2 separate regions of the Zea mays genome follow, and region 2 is linked to region 1. Evidence: chromatin contacts called from public Hi-C data. All regions are on one chromosome and are shown on one strand. The core of a region is the stretch at or near the end of the contact, and the rest is flanking DNA. Distances in the headings are between cores, read along the strand shown.

Evidence for each region. Hi-C and Micro-C count contacts between places; a contact is called where the count stands out from the background.
Region 2: a Hi-C map of tassel shows a contact between it and region 1, with 2.9 times the contacts expected there. The contact joins the promoter of LOC100193563 here to the promoter of LOC100274382 in region 1. A contact is called at or near these places in 4 of 25 Hi-C or Micro-C datasets (bundle sheath, endosperm, leaf and 1 more).

The regions. Positions count from the first base shown.
Region 1 is chr5:62,112,499-62,119,905 of Zm-B73-REFERENCE-NAM-5.0, reverse strand. LOC100274382 (FMN-linked oxidoreductase superfamily protein) reads left to right here and starts at 5,377. Exons shown (of 3, transcript NM_001148742.2): 1 at 5,377-5,813; 2 at 6,216-6,322; 3 at 6,786-7,407. The coding sequence starts at 5,391.
Region 2 is chr5:62,386,313-62,393,464 of Zm-B73-REFERENCE-NAM-5.0, reverse strand. It overlaps LOC100193563 (WD repeat-containing protein 50), which reads left to right and starts at 2,991. Exons shown (of 2, transcript NM_001138672.1): 1 at 2,991-3,052; 2 at 4,644-6,429. The coding sequence starts at 4,657. The coding sequence ends at 6,327.

The DNA of each region.
Region 1 (7,407 bases), core at 4,128-6,627:
GGAGAAAGTCGACGAGCACTGCTTCCTATTTGGGGTCGAGCCCGGAACCGATCTGGATCTGCTTGGAGGTGTCGCCACTGGGGTCGAGAGGGGCGGCCTTGACCGTTTCCGCTGGCTCGAAGTTGCCGGCGTGACGCTTCACGTCTGGCACCTCTTTGGAGAGGTTCTCCAGGTCGGCGATGAGAGCCTCGGACTCGGCGAGAGCCTCGGCGTACTCCACGCACTCCACGTCGCATTCGAACGCGTGTTTGTACGTGGGGCCGATGGTGATGACCCCGTTGGGGCCCGACATCTTGAGCTTCAGGTAGGTGTAGTTGGGGACGGCCATGAACTTTGCGTAGCATGGCCTTCCCAGTACCGCGTGGTAGGTTCCTCGGAACCCGACCACCTCGAACGTCAAAGTCTCCCTTCGGAAGTTGGAGGGCGTTCCGAAGCAGACGGGGAGGTCGAGTCGTCCGAGGGGCTGGACACGCTTCCCAGGGATGATCCCGTGGAAGGGCGCAGCGCCTGCTCGGACGGAGGACAGATCGACGCGCAGGAGCTTGAGGGTCTCGGCGTAGATGATGTTGAGGCAGCTGCCCCCATCCATCAGGACCTTGGTGAGCCTAACGTCGCTGATGACGGGGTCGACGACGAGCGGGTATTTCCCCGGGCTCAGCACGTGGTCGGGGTGGTCGGCCTGGCCGAAGGTGATGGGCTTGTCGGACCAGTCTAGGTAGACTGGCGCCGCCACCTTCACCGAGCAGACCTCCCGGCGCTCTTGCTTGCGATGCCGAGCCGAGGCATTCGCCGCATGCCCGCCGTAGATCATGAAGCAGTCGCGGACCTCGGGGTACTCTCCTGCTTGGTGATCTTCTTTCTTGTCGTCGTCGTGGGCCCTGCCACCCTCCGCGGGTGGCCTGGCCCTGTGGAAGTGGCGCCGAAGCATGACGCACTCCTCGAGAGTGTGCTTGACGGGCCCCTGATGGTAGGGGCACGGCTCCTTGAGCATCTTGTTGAAGAGGTTAGCACCTCCGGGGGGCTTCCGAGGGTTCTTGTACTCGGCGGCGGCGACAAGGTCCGCGTCAGCGGCGTCGCGTTTCGATTGCGACTTCTTCTTGCCCTTCTTCTTGGCGCCGCGCGGAGTAGACGCCTCGGGAGCCTCTTCCGATGGGCGGCCCTGGGGCTGCTTGTCCTTTCGGAAGATAGCCTCAACCGCCTCCTGGCCAGAGGCGAACTTGGTGGCGATGTCCATCAGCTCGCTCGCCCTGGTGGGGGTTTTGCGACCCAACTTGCTCACCAGGTCGCGGTAGGTGGTGCCGGCAAGGAACGCGCCGATGACATCCGAGTCGGTGATGTTGGGCAGCTCGGTGCGCTGCTTCGAGAATCGCCGGATGTAGTCCCGGAGCGACTCTCCCGGCTGTGCCGGCAGCTCGAAGGTCCCAGGAATTCCCGGGGCGCACGTATGTGCCCTGGAAACCGGCGAAGGCTTGGACCAAGTCGTCCCAGTTGGAGATCTGCCCCGGAGGCAGGTGCTCCAACCAGGCGCGAGCAGTGTCGGAGAGGAACAGGGGGAGGTTACGGATGATGAGGTTGTCGTCGTCCGTTCCACCCAGTTGGCAGGCCAGGCGGTAGTCCGCGAGCCACAGTTCCGGTCTCGTTTCCCCCGAGTACTTCGTGATAGTAGTCGGGGGTCGGAACCGGGTCGGGAACGGCGCCCGTCGGATGGCCCGACTGAAGGCCTGCGGACCGGGTGGTTCGGGCGAGGGACTCCGATCCTCCCCGCTGTCGTAGCGCCCCCCACGCCTGGGGTGGTAGCCTCGGCGCACCCTTTCGTCGAGGTGGGCCCGACGGTCGCGTCGGTGGTGCTCGTTGCCGAGGTGGCCCGGGGCCGCAGGCGTGGTGTTGCGCGTGCGCCCGGTGTAGACCGAGGCTTCCCGCATGAATCGGGAAGTCGCGGCATGAGGTTCCGAGGGGTATCCCTGCCTTCGGGAGGCAGTGCTCTCGGCCCGTCGGGCCGCAGCGCCTTCCAGGAGATTCTTGAGCTCTCCCTGGATTCGCCGACCCTCGGTAGTTGATGGCTCCGGCATCGCGCGGAGGAGCATCGCTGCGGCTGCCAGGTTCTGACCAACCCCGCTGGATGCGGGCGGCGGCCTAACCCTAACATCGTTGGCGACGCGGTGCTGGAGACCTTGGGGCAGGTGACGTATTTCCCCGGCCGGGGGTTGGCCCGCCCATACCTGCCCGACGTCCCGTCGGATCGGCTCGAGCGCTCCTGTTCCCTCGTCGAGCCTGGCCTGCGCCCCGCGGACTTGCTCGAGCTGTGGGTCGTGACCCCCCGCCGGAACGGGGACCACAGCTAGCTCCCGCGGGATGTCGGGCGAGGCACCGGCCTAGGAAGATCACCGTCCACCGGCATGCCGAGATGGTTGCCTTCGGAGGGATCCCCTAGCTCGATGTGGAAACATTCGCGGCTTGGGCCGCAGCCCTCGTCGTCAAGGCTGCGGCTACCGTCGGAACAGTCGGAGAGGCAGTAGTCGCACGCGGTCATGAAGTCCCGCATGGCACTGGGGTTGCCAAGTCCAGAGAAATCCCAACAGATGCTGGGATCGTCATCTTCCTCGGACCCAGAGGGCTCGTAGGTCGAGACGTCCGTCAACCGGTCCCAAGGCGACCGCATATGAAACCCTAGTGGGGTTGCACTCGCCTCAATGAGAGCGCCCGCCAAAGCAAGATTGCTAGGCGGGTTGAGGCCGAGTCGAAATGACGTAAGATGGGAGTTAGTCGGTACCTTTTGGTCGACGAGGAGCGACGTAGTCACATCGGGGACTGGTTGCGCCGTCATCTCAGGTTCAAGGGCGACGTCCTGCAGGCTTTCCGCGAGCGCGCTGGCGTCGTCTTCTCGCTCGGGATCGGCGTGTCGCGGGGGGACGGCGCTTGCCTTCGTCTCGAACGCGAGGTCGACGCCCGGCGTGCCTTCCGTCGGGGCGTCGGGGGCGTCGATTCGCTCGACGGCCGACGAAGCGCGGCCTCCCGCTTAGCCTTGGTTGCCCCGCCTCCTCCTCCGTTGGCGGGGGAGAGGACGGGGCGAGCTCGAATGTTGTTCTTCCACCACGCGGGGAAGATGTCGTCGATTCCGCCGCCGGCGGGCGGGTTGTCGGCCGCCATTGTCGTTGTCGCACGGCGGTGGAAGGAGTATCATGTCGTAGCTGCCGTCGAAGGACATGAACTCAAGACTCCCGAAACGGAGCACCGTCCCGGGCCGGAGAGGTTGCTGGAGACTGCCCATCTGGAGCTTGACGGGAAGCTGTTCGTCAACACGCAGCAGGCCCCTACCTGGCGCGCCAACTGTCGGCGTTTCGAGACCGGGGGGTCCCTAAGCCGACGAGTGAGTGTGCTGCGTGCTCCAGCCCAGATGGGTCGAGCGCGTGGGCGAGCGCGAAGGGGGAGAGGCGAGGTGGCCGGAGACGGGCGTGAGAGAGGTGGAAGTCCCGCGGCCTTCGTGTTCGTCCCGCGCCCAGGTCGGGTGCGCTTGCAGTAGGGGGGTTACAAGCGTCCACGCGGGTGAGGGAAGCGAGCGGCCCCAAGAGAGCGCCTGTCCCGTCCTCGGTCCCGCGCGGCCAACCTTCTCTGAGAAGGCCCTGGTCCTTCCTTTTATAGGCATAAGGAGAGGATCCAGGTGTACAATGGGGGTGTAGCAGAGTGCTACGTGTCTAGCGGAGGGAGAGCTAGCGCCCTAAGTACATGCCAATGTGGCAGCCGGAGAGATCTTGGCACCCTGCTGGTGTGATGTCGTGGCTGTCGGAGGAGCAACGGAGCTTGGCGGAAGGACAGCTGTCGGAGCGGTCGAGTCCTTGCTGACGTCCACCTGCTTCCGTAAGAGAGCTGAGAGCCGCCGTCGTCATAGAGCTTGGGAGGCGCCATCATTGCCTATCTGGCGGAGCTGGTCAGATGGGACACCGGTCTTGTTCTCTGCGGCCCGAGTCGGCTCGGGGTAGAGTGATGATGGCGCTCCCTGTTGACGTGGCGGGCCCGCGCCCGAGGCCGGGCGATGTGGGGGCTCCTCCGAAGCTGGGGTCGAATCTGTCTTCCGTTGCCGAGGCCGAGCCGGAGCCCCTGGGTCGGGCGAGGCGGAAGTCGTTCGGCAGAGGCTAGGGCGGAGTCCGAGCCCTGGGGTCGGGCGAGGCGGAGTTCGTCGTCTTCCGGGGCTGAGCCCGAGTCCGAGCCCTGGGGTCGGGCGGAGCGGAGTTCGTCGTCTTCCGGGTCTTAGCCCGAGTCCGAGCCCTGGGGTCGGGCGGAGCGGAGTTCGCCGTCTTCCGGGTCTTAGCCCGAGTCCGAGCCCTGGGGTCGGGCGGTGCGGAGTTCGCCGTCTTCCGGGTCTTAGCCCGAGTCCGAGCCCTGGGGTCGGGCGGTGCGGAGTTCGCCGTCTTCCGGGTCTTAGCCCGAGTCCGAGCCCTGGGGTCGGGCGGAGCGGAGTTCGCCGTCTTCCGGGTCTTAGCCCGAGTCCGAGCCCTGGGGTCGGGCGGAGCGGAGTTCGCCGTCTTCCGGGTCTTAGCCCGAGTCCGAGCCCTGGGGTCGGGCGGAGCGGAGTTCGCCGTCTTCCGGGTCTTAGCCCGAGTCCGAGCCCTGGGGTCGGGCGGAGCGGAGTTTCCTATGGCGCCTCTGGCGAGGCCTGACTGCCTGTCAGACTCACTCTGTCGAGTGGCACTGCAGTCGGAGTGGCGCAGGCGGCGCTGTCCTTCTCTCAGACCGGTCAGTGGAGCAGCGGAGTGACGACGGTCACTTCGGCTCTGCCGGGGGGCGCGCGTCAGGATAGAGGTGTCAGGCCACCTTTGCGTTAAATGCTCCTGCAACTCGGTCAGTCGGTGCGGCGATTCAGTCAGGGTTGCTTCTTAGCGAAGCCAAGGCCTCGGGCGAGCCGGAGATGTGTCCGCCGTTAAAAGGGGGGCCTCGGGCGAGACGGAAGTCCCTCGAGGTCGGCTGCCCTTGGACGAGGCTAGGCTTGGGTGAAGCGTGATCGAGTCGCTCGTATGGACTGATCCCTGACTTAATCGCACCCATCAGGCCTCTGCAGCTTTATGCTGATGGGGGTTACCAGCTGAGAATTAGGCGTCTTGAGGGTACCCCTAATTATGGTCCCCGACAAATATCTTTTAAATATACAAAACAAAACCACTTTTAAATCCACTTTAGGTCTTATTCGTTTGTATCGGATTGCAACCGGAATCGTTCCACTCAATCAAAGTTTATATAAATTAGAGAAATAATCCGGTTAGTATTCGTTTCGACCCACCAATCCGAACAAAACAACAAGGCCTAAAGTAGGCCTGTCGTATCTAACCAGACGTGGCCTCCGACAAAATACACACCCGACCCAACCCAGCCCACATCCGAGGAGCCACCGCAACCGCATGCAACTGCGCCGCCTCTCGCCTCTCCTAGCGAGCCCGCGCCGCCGCCTGCGATTGCGCTCCCCCACAAACCCTAGCTCTGCCACCATGTCCCCGGGCGCCGCTCACCTGGCCACTGCCGCCGACCCGGACGAGGACCTCTGCGCGAGCGCCGGGGCGTCAGAAGCGGAGGTCCCCGCGCCTGCCCCGCATCTTCCACCGCTGCCGGTGTCCGCGGAGGAGCGGTTGGAACGCGCTTGGGCGCACTGGAGGCGGCTGGGGTCCCCACGGCTGCTGGTGGCGCCGATGGTGGACAACTCGGAGCTCCCCTTCCGCATGCTGTGCCGCCGCTACGGCGCCGACGCGGCGTACACGCCCATGCTCCACTCTCGCATCTTCTCCGAGAATGAGAAGTACAGGTCCATGGAGTTCACCACGTGCAAGGTAATTGATGCATATGAGCTTCTGATCCGCTGCTGTAGCAACTGTTTTAAGTTAAAGTGGATGCTGCAGTTGTATGCTTTATGCTTAATTCGTCATTGAAGTACATACTGGTACTGGTAGAATAATAGTTCTGCTGTAGATGAAATATGGTAGTCAGTATTTGCAGTTTGATTTTTAGTGGTAGTTTGGTGTGCGCAGAATTTAATGAATCATTAGGCTCATGTTTGAACCGGAGAAATGAAGAATTGTTATGTTTGGTAATGATTGTTTGACCATTCAGGTCGTTTGAGAGTTTCATGATTACGGGCCGGCTACTCTTCTGTTATTTTACAGAGCTTTGTTTTGTTATGGGTTGTTGTATTTACCTTGCATGGAATGTAATGTCCATTGCACCTTATGCAGGAGGACCGACCACTTTTTGTTCAGTTTTGTGCCAATGATCCTGACATTTTGTTGCAAGCTGCGAAGAAGGTGGAACCATATTGCGACTACGTTGATATCAATTTTGGGTAATGTGCAATTCCTTATGCAGTTATGCTGCTTTACTGGTTTTTTATTCATATCTACTTATCTAGTGCTCGATTGTAGATTACTCCACCTTTGTAATGGCATAAATAGTTTACTAACATAAACGTCATATACTCTACAAAAATAATCTGCTCCTGGATAAAGTCGTTGAGTAACGTTGTTAGTGGTGCATCAGCCCTCAAGCCTTCAAGCGCGATACTAATGTGATGAAGAATAAGCCACCATGCTAGGTCATTCTCTGCACACTCCACTCGAAACCTGCTGCTTTTTAATTTTAGTGTTAGTTTATCTGCCGCTAACTGCTTTCTTAGCTTGCTTAGAGCACTAGTGCTGAATATTCCACAGGTACATCTCTAGTTAACATATACCATTTCCCCGTATATATATTGCTTGAAAAATATGGTTCCATATTCTTCTGAATCGCGTTAATATATTGCCTTGCAGTTGCCCGCAGCGTATTGCAAGACGGGGTAACTATGGAGCATTTCTCATGGACAACCTTCCCCTCGTAAAATCCCTCGTGCAGAATCTAGCAGCTAATCTTCATGTTCCAGTCTCAGTTAAGATCCGTGTATTTCCACGACTGGAAGACACATTAGCATATGCGAAGATGCTTGAGGAAGCTGGTGCTTCTCTTGTGGCTGTCCACGGCCGGACAAGAGACGAAAAGGATGGGAAGAAATTTCGAGCTGACTGGGATGCCATCAAGGCCGTGAAGGATGCACTTAGAGTACCCGTTCTTGCAAATGGAAACATTCGCCATATGGAGGATGTGAAGAACTGCCTTGAACATACTGGTGCTGATGGTGTGCTTTCAGCTGAAACTCTTCTAGAAAACCCAGCAGTTTTTGCTGGTTTCAGGACAAAGGAATGGAAAGAAGATGGTGACGAGAATGGAGACGGTGGCTTGGACCAGGCTGATCTTGTGATTGAATATCTGAAGCTGTGTGAGCAGTACCCTGTGCCGTGGAGAATGGTTAGATCCCATGTCCACAAGATGTTGGGCGACTGGTTTAGGGTGCATCCAGAGGTGAGGGAGGAACTTAATAAGCAGAACAAGCTCACC
Region 2 (7,152 bases), core at 1,742-4,241, 280 kb before region 1:
CGAAAACCCGCTACAGTTTATGGGAAGAGCACTTGCAAGAATCCCCCGTCTGACCGCCATCGCAGCAAAATCAACCCGAGAACCTCCTTGCATGCAACTCCCCTACTGTCCTTGCCCCTTTCAGGTAAGGTAGTCTTCCACTAGCTTTCCTAGTTAGTTGGCCAAGAGCGTCCCATTAAACCCTTGTGGTGGCACGTGTTTCTCAAGTTAAGCTCCATGTTCCAATTAACATTAATGATCTTGACATGAACATAAATAGAATAACAAAATAATTGGAACATGTACATAATGAAATATAATCCCAAAACCATGTAAAGCAATAGCAAAACTACCCATGTGATTCAGGTGTAACAAGGTAAAGTGATAAACAGTCTAGGGTGACCTATTGGGTCCCATCAAGATTAAGCCTATGCATGGTACATGATTATAAAGAACATTATTGGGTAACAAAAGTGGTCAAGGGCACAACTTGCCTTCAATGAGCTCCTGCTCAGCTACTTCTATCTGCTGGTCACCAGGATCCTCAGTCACGGGCTCTTCTACTCGCCACAATACAAACAAACATAATATATAAAGAAAATTAACATCACACCAAACATGTAAACAAAATACAGAATAATAATCTACACATTAAAATAAAATCCTAGGAACAGAATTCATAATTTTTGGAGTTATAGAACTTGAGATATGAATTCCTAAAGGTTTTATGTGCTTAAAATAGGTTTAAGTGAGAGATTATTTTTCTTACTGTTTTCATGTCAAAACAGAGACTCTAAGTGGTAGATAATAATATTACAAAACTTTTAGAAACTGGAATGGGTTATTTTGAAGTTCATATGAATTTTCTATGAATTATACAAGTTCTTGAATTATTTTTATATCTGAAAATTCATTTCTTAAATAAATCCATGATTATATCTCTGTTTGGGCTGCGTGCGCAAAAATAGGAAAATCCAGGGGCTTCTGCGCAAGGAATACTAGACTCAGGCTACGATCATAGTGGACTGCGGGTTGATCTTTATAAAGTCCAGGGGCTATTATGCATAAAGGCTCGGCGAAGGGGTACGGATGGATTCTGGCCGCCAGATTAGATTCCAACCGCCCTGATTAGTTCGGCCGCGAGGTGAACCAGTCATCCACCATGGCCGTCTGATCCGAAGGGTACGGCGCTGATTGATCCGAACTCCATCGCGAACCGATACACAGTGCGGACCATCGGATTCTATATCGACGCACATGATTTAAAACATGGACATGAAATCGTGGTGCGGACGATCACCATCCGACGACCCTACTACGGTCTCAAACCGTTTCCCCCAATCCTCTAATCGTGGCCACCCGATTTGAGATCTACGGTGCGGGCCTATCTTCCTGCCCAACTCTAATCCTAGCCGCAAGAAAAGATCCAACGACGCAGATCCCGTCCCCTACCCCGTGAGAGGAGCACGGCGGCGCAGCCCACCGCACGGCGGCAAGACTGCCGGAGTTGTGAATCCGGCCTCCCTGCCCGCCATTTTCTAATTAATTCGTTCCTCGCCTAATTGATGATGTTATGAACTCGTTTGCCCCCACTAATTTCTGCCCTCAACAAGCGCAGGGCACCGCCCACGGTGCGCCGCGTCGACGCATGGCCGGCGACAATTTGCGACCCGTGGCTTGAGTGACCACGAGACCGACCCAGCGAAACATGATCAAGAGATGGAGGGGAGCGCTAAGGAATCAATCTTACCGGCGGATGACGCGTAGAGACCCGAGCTCCGGTACGCGACGCGTCCGCAGAGGATTCCCCGCGACGGTGGACAGCCCAAGGCACAACAGTGAATGGCTCGAAGATTTGGTGGCGATAAGAGCGCAACGAGAGCGGCGAGGTCGTGGGCCCGATACTTGTAGGCGAGGTCGGGTACTTGCAGCTAAACAACTCCGAAGCTAGCGGCTGGATACGCGACATGCGCGGAGGTGGGCGTTGCGCGGGGAAGACGGCAGCGCGCGGTCGCTGAGAGGCTGCTCGGTGGGCCCCACGGAGAAGCCACACGAGTGAGAGAGCGTCTGCCCAAGGGCCCCGCATGTTAGAGTAACGGCGCGCGTGGAGAATAAGTTGGGCCGCGCGAGTGAGTGGGCCGGTCGAGGTAAAGTGAGCCCGAGCGCAACCCTTTTTCCTTTTTATTTTCTTTTCTTTTTTTCTGATTTATATTTTCCCCTTCTCATTTGAATTCAAATTTCAAACACAAAGTCTGTTGATAAATTCTCCTCAGATTGAAAGTATAATTTAAGGGAAATTTGGATCCATACCATTAAAAGATCACCACTTTGGATCCATACCATTACTATCTCACTTACATGTGGGTCCACATGAGTCAATGACATGTGGGGTCCATGGTATATATCTAAAGTTTGGATCTTTTAATGGTATATATCCAATTGTTCCATAATTTAAACATACTAGTCTTACTTTTATTTATAATATTTATTTTGTTTATATTTTTTTGTGTACTTCTTTTCCTCCCTCTCCACATTTCTTTAGAGTTTTGTTTTCCAAATTTAGAGTTTAAATTCCATTTGTCTATTAATATATTAATATTTTGTTAATACCACATTTATTTTATTATCCATATATGCACAATCAAGTAAAAACTCGGCATGATGCATGACTTATTTAGGTGTCATAGGGTTATTTACTAACGTTTGAGGTATTTGTTCACATGCTATAATAAATGGAGGCAAACATATACATGTAAAACAACTATATTCTCTTTTACACTTTTTGGGTAAGTATTATACATCCGTACGTTTTGAAAAAACTGCGTAGAACGTCCGTTTTGGATGTTTAAGCGACGTGTAAACGTCGGAACCCACGTTCTCAACGTTTTACCCGTTCTACGGATGTTCTGTGCGTCTATGAGTTCTTGGGCCTTAATGGGCCTTTAACCAGCAAGCTTGCTCCGGCCGCCAAACTGCCCACACGCACAGCCCTAGCCGCCAAACTGCCCACACGCACAGCCGCGGAGCAGCCAGAGCCAGACGCTGCCGCCGTCGGCCGTCCTCCGCCCTCCAGGTACGCCGCCGCCCCCCTCCTCCCTCCTCCGGTCCTCCCTCCACCTACAGCCGCCAGTGCGCAGTGCTCCAGGGCACCAGGTCACACCGTCTCGTCCTCCCTCTGAGCCGCCGAGAAGCAGACCAGGGCACCAGGCGACTGGGCGAGAGGCGACCACCGAACAGGTCCAGCCGTCCAGGCACGTCGGCGACGTCATAGACTCGTTGTCCAGGCACGTCATAGACTCGTTGTCCAGCCGCCCTCTCTCCAAACGCCCAGCACATCCCTCTCCCAGCCTCCGGCGGTCCGGCCCTCCGCCGTCCCTCTCCCTCTGACCTCTCCAGGCTCCCAGCCTCCGCCGTGCAGGGGCTGCTGTCCACGGGCCACGACTCCTCGCTGCACGGCTGCACCAGCACGGGCGTGTGACAATCTCAGGGTATTCATATTTTTCATTTCACTTCGTTTCGCTCGTGGCAGCTCCTTGGACGCCCGCCTGTTTCTGTTCAGCGCAGGCAAGGGCACCAAGCCTCCGCCGTCCAGGCCTCCAGGGGCTGCTGTCCACAGGCGGACAGGCCGCACTCTCTGCTCCTCGCAGCACCAGCATTGGTTGTAATAGTCTATGCGTGCTAAGTGATCCTGATGTGAGCAAGTGATTATGAATATGTGTTCTAAACTTAATATTGTGTCATGTGTGCTAGTAGACTTATATGGCTTCTTATGTTAGCCAAGAGCCTACCCAAGACTTATGTGCTACATTAAACTATGTGTGCTCTGGATTTACATGGCTTTTATCTATGTTTAATTAAGACTTGGGTTTGCAATTTTTTATTTTTGTTAAGTTTTGAATATATGGTTTCATGGTGTGATTTTACCAAACAAAAATATCGGTTCCCGTCCGATTTCGTTTTCGATTCCCGTATTTATCCCGTTCGTTTTCGTTACCGATATATCCCGTTTTTGTTTTCGTCCCGCAAGTTAAATATGAAAATGGAAAATGAAAACGGTAGAGGTATTTTTCCGACTGTTCCCTACCGTTTTCATCCCTACTGATTGTCCTCATTAACTGGACCTGTTTATGTAGTGTTTCGTTTATCTTATTATGCAGTATTGTAGAGATAGACAGAGACTTCTTCCTTTGTGTTATTGTTCTCCGGACATATAAAGCAGTATAGGAGGATCATGTTATTCTGCTCATCTACAATCATATCTGACTACAAATTGTTGTCATGGTCCTGCTACACCTGTCATGTTTGCTATGAACTATCCATTTTCTAGTTTGGAGGACTAACCTGTTGCATTTTTTGACAGAAACTACCCATAACTCTCCTTACTGCTTTTAATATGTTTTATTTATTTATTTGTTAAAAAATTTGTGTGTGACAAAGCAGTATTCATATCCTCCCTATACTGATACATATATAGTTTATACATAGGTGCCAAATGCCTGTACTTTTTCATTCTATATGTGCTACTTTGATTATTTTGCATGTCTCGGTTTATAATGCTAACTGTTCTTTTGTAGCTTTTGTATCCTATTGTGTAATATTTTCATTTATATGCGTTTATGTTATTGTGATTATTTTGACAGTATTTTGTTGTTTTTGCAAACTAGTTCTTAAGGAAAGATGAGTTTGATATCCCAGAACGCGGTCCAGAAGCGCTGCCTCAGAAAAAGTGAAGCTGATAATGGCAATGATGAGGACATTGGCTCTCCGACCTCTATAGATGCAGAAGTTGGGAAGGAAGCAAAATTGAAGAATCACAATAAGGAAAGGAAGAAGAAAAAGACTAAGTTGTTGGAATCCCAGCAGAACAAAGAGGAAGAGGAGATGCGGCAGCTGGAGAGCTCATTGTTTGGTTCCCTTTATGCTCCACTAGAGTTTGGCACTGAGGTAGGGGCTGCAGTAGCTCCTGACCGGGATGCGCCTTTGTTTTTCACAGATAGGTCTGCTGGTGGTGGCATGGATTATTTTCCTACATATGAGGAGGATATGGCCCATGAAGATGAGGAAGACATGGTGGGTATCAAGAGGAGGAAGCCTGTATGGGTGGATGAGGAGGAAGAAATGACAGAGGTGGACATTGTGAAGGTTCCAAGGTTGAGGAAGCTGAGAAAAGAGGAAGATGAGCATTTGATTTCAGGGAAAGAGTATGAGGCCAGGTTGCGTGGTCAGCATGCGAAATTGAACCCCTTTACTGGCTGGGCTGATATGGACCAGAAAACTTCTCTTCCTGCTGCGTCAGATGGTGAGTCTGATGATGAGGGTTGTGTCGATGATATTCTTCGGAATAATGATGAGCTTGTTGCCAAGGATACTGTCAAGCTCTTACCGGGGATGCTGGAATTCTCAAGGCTCGTTGATGCCAATATCCAGGATCCATCAAGTGGTCCTATCAATTCAGTGCAGTTTCATAGGAATGGGCAACTGATGCTTGCTGCAGGTTTGGACAAGCATCTGAGGTTTTTCCAGATTGATGGAAAGAGAAACCCCAAGATCCAGAGCATATTTATTGGGGACTGTCCAGTACACAAGGCTTCTTTTCTACCCGATGGCTCTGAGGTGATCCTATCAGGCAGGAGGAAGTTCTTCTACTCATTTGACCTGGTGAATGCTGCTGTTAGCAAGATTGGACCTTTGACGGGACGCGAGGAGAAAAGCCTGGAGAGCTTTGAGATATCACCTGATTCGAGAACCATTGCTTTTGTTGGCAATGAAGGGTACATCCTTCTTATTTCTGCCAAGACAAAGCAGCTCATCACAACCCTCAAGATGAACGGAAGCGTGCGTTCACTGGCTTTTGCGGATGGTGGGAACCAGCTACTGAGCAGCGGTGGAGATGGCCATGTTTACCACTGGGACCTTGGAACAAGGAAATGCATCCACAAGGCAACAGATGACGGTTCCCTGGCTGGCCTCTCGCTCTGCACCTCGCGGGATAGCTCTTTGTTTGCCACAGGCTCCAGCAGCGGCATCGTGAATGTGTACAAGAGGGACGATTTTCTCGGCGGGAAGAGGAAGCCGATGAAGACTATCGAGAACCTGACCACTGATATCGGTGAGATGAAGTTCAACCATGACGCCCAGATCCTGGCGATCAGCTCGAGGAAAGAGAGGAACGGCATGAGGCTCGTGCACGTCCCGTCGTTCAGCGTGTTCCAGAACTGGCCGGGGCCTCGGTTTAGTCTCCACTATCCACGGTGCCTGGATTTCAGCCCCGGCAGCGGCTTCCTGTCCGTCGGACATGCAGGTGGAAAGGTCCTGCTGTACAAGCTCCACCATTACGAGAATGCATGATGAGACTAGGATGGTTGCTTGGCGAAAACCCATTTTTGACATTATATTTGTACTCATGAATACTCCATTAATCGAGTGAGTGTATGCTGGTCCGTTCCAGTCATTGTGCCTTTCTATTTGGTGCCGCTGGTGTCAATGCTTTGGTGCAAGCTGGCGATCTCTTACATGTCTTTTACTCTTTTGTAGTCGTACGCAAGTCGTTGTGCTGCTGTTTGCTTTATTATAGTGGTGGACTAAGTTGGTTGCAGAAGTTTAGTTTTTTTTTGGCAAGAGATTGCAGAATCACTGTTGTCAACTGTGCTTAAAATTGGACTTGATTGCATAGCTCTTACACCTATTTTATAGACCTTTTGACGTGAACGCACTCAGCATTGCAATGAGACTGGGATGAGTGGATGAAGGTTTGTACAACCTGAGTTGAGCTGCTGCTCACTAACATGATCGTTATTATTTTCTGGAATAGATGTGTGCGAATGGAGATTATGTGCTGAGATCACCCATTTGAAATGACCATTTATCTGTGCCTCTGTCATGTACAGGCGCACTTACAGGAGGGCTGCAGATCGCTCAGTGGCTAAGTTTAGAAAGATAAGGATTAGTTTCCCTCTTGCATGCCTTAATCATAGAAAGGATTGGTTAAGATTAGTTTCTTTTTCATATGCCTTAATAATAGGAGAGATTGGTTAAGATTAGTTTCCTTTTCATATGCCTTAATTATAGAAAAGGTTGGTTGAACCAGAGGCTATATATATGTCGTGTAATAGACTGGGAAGGAATCAAGCAAGATCAATTATCCAAAACTGTTCTTCTCCCTTGCCTCTCTCA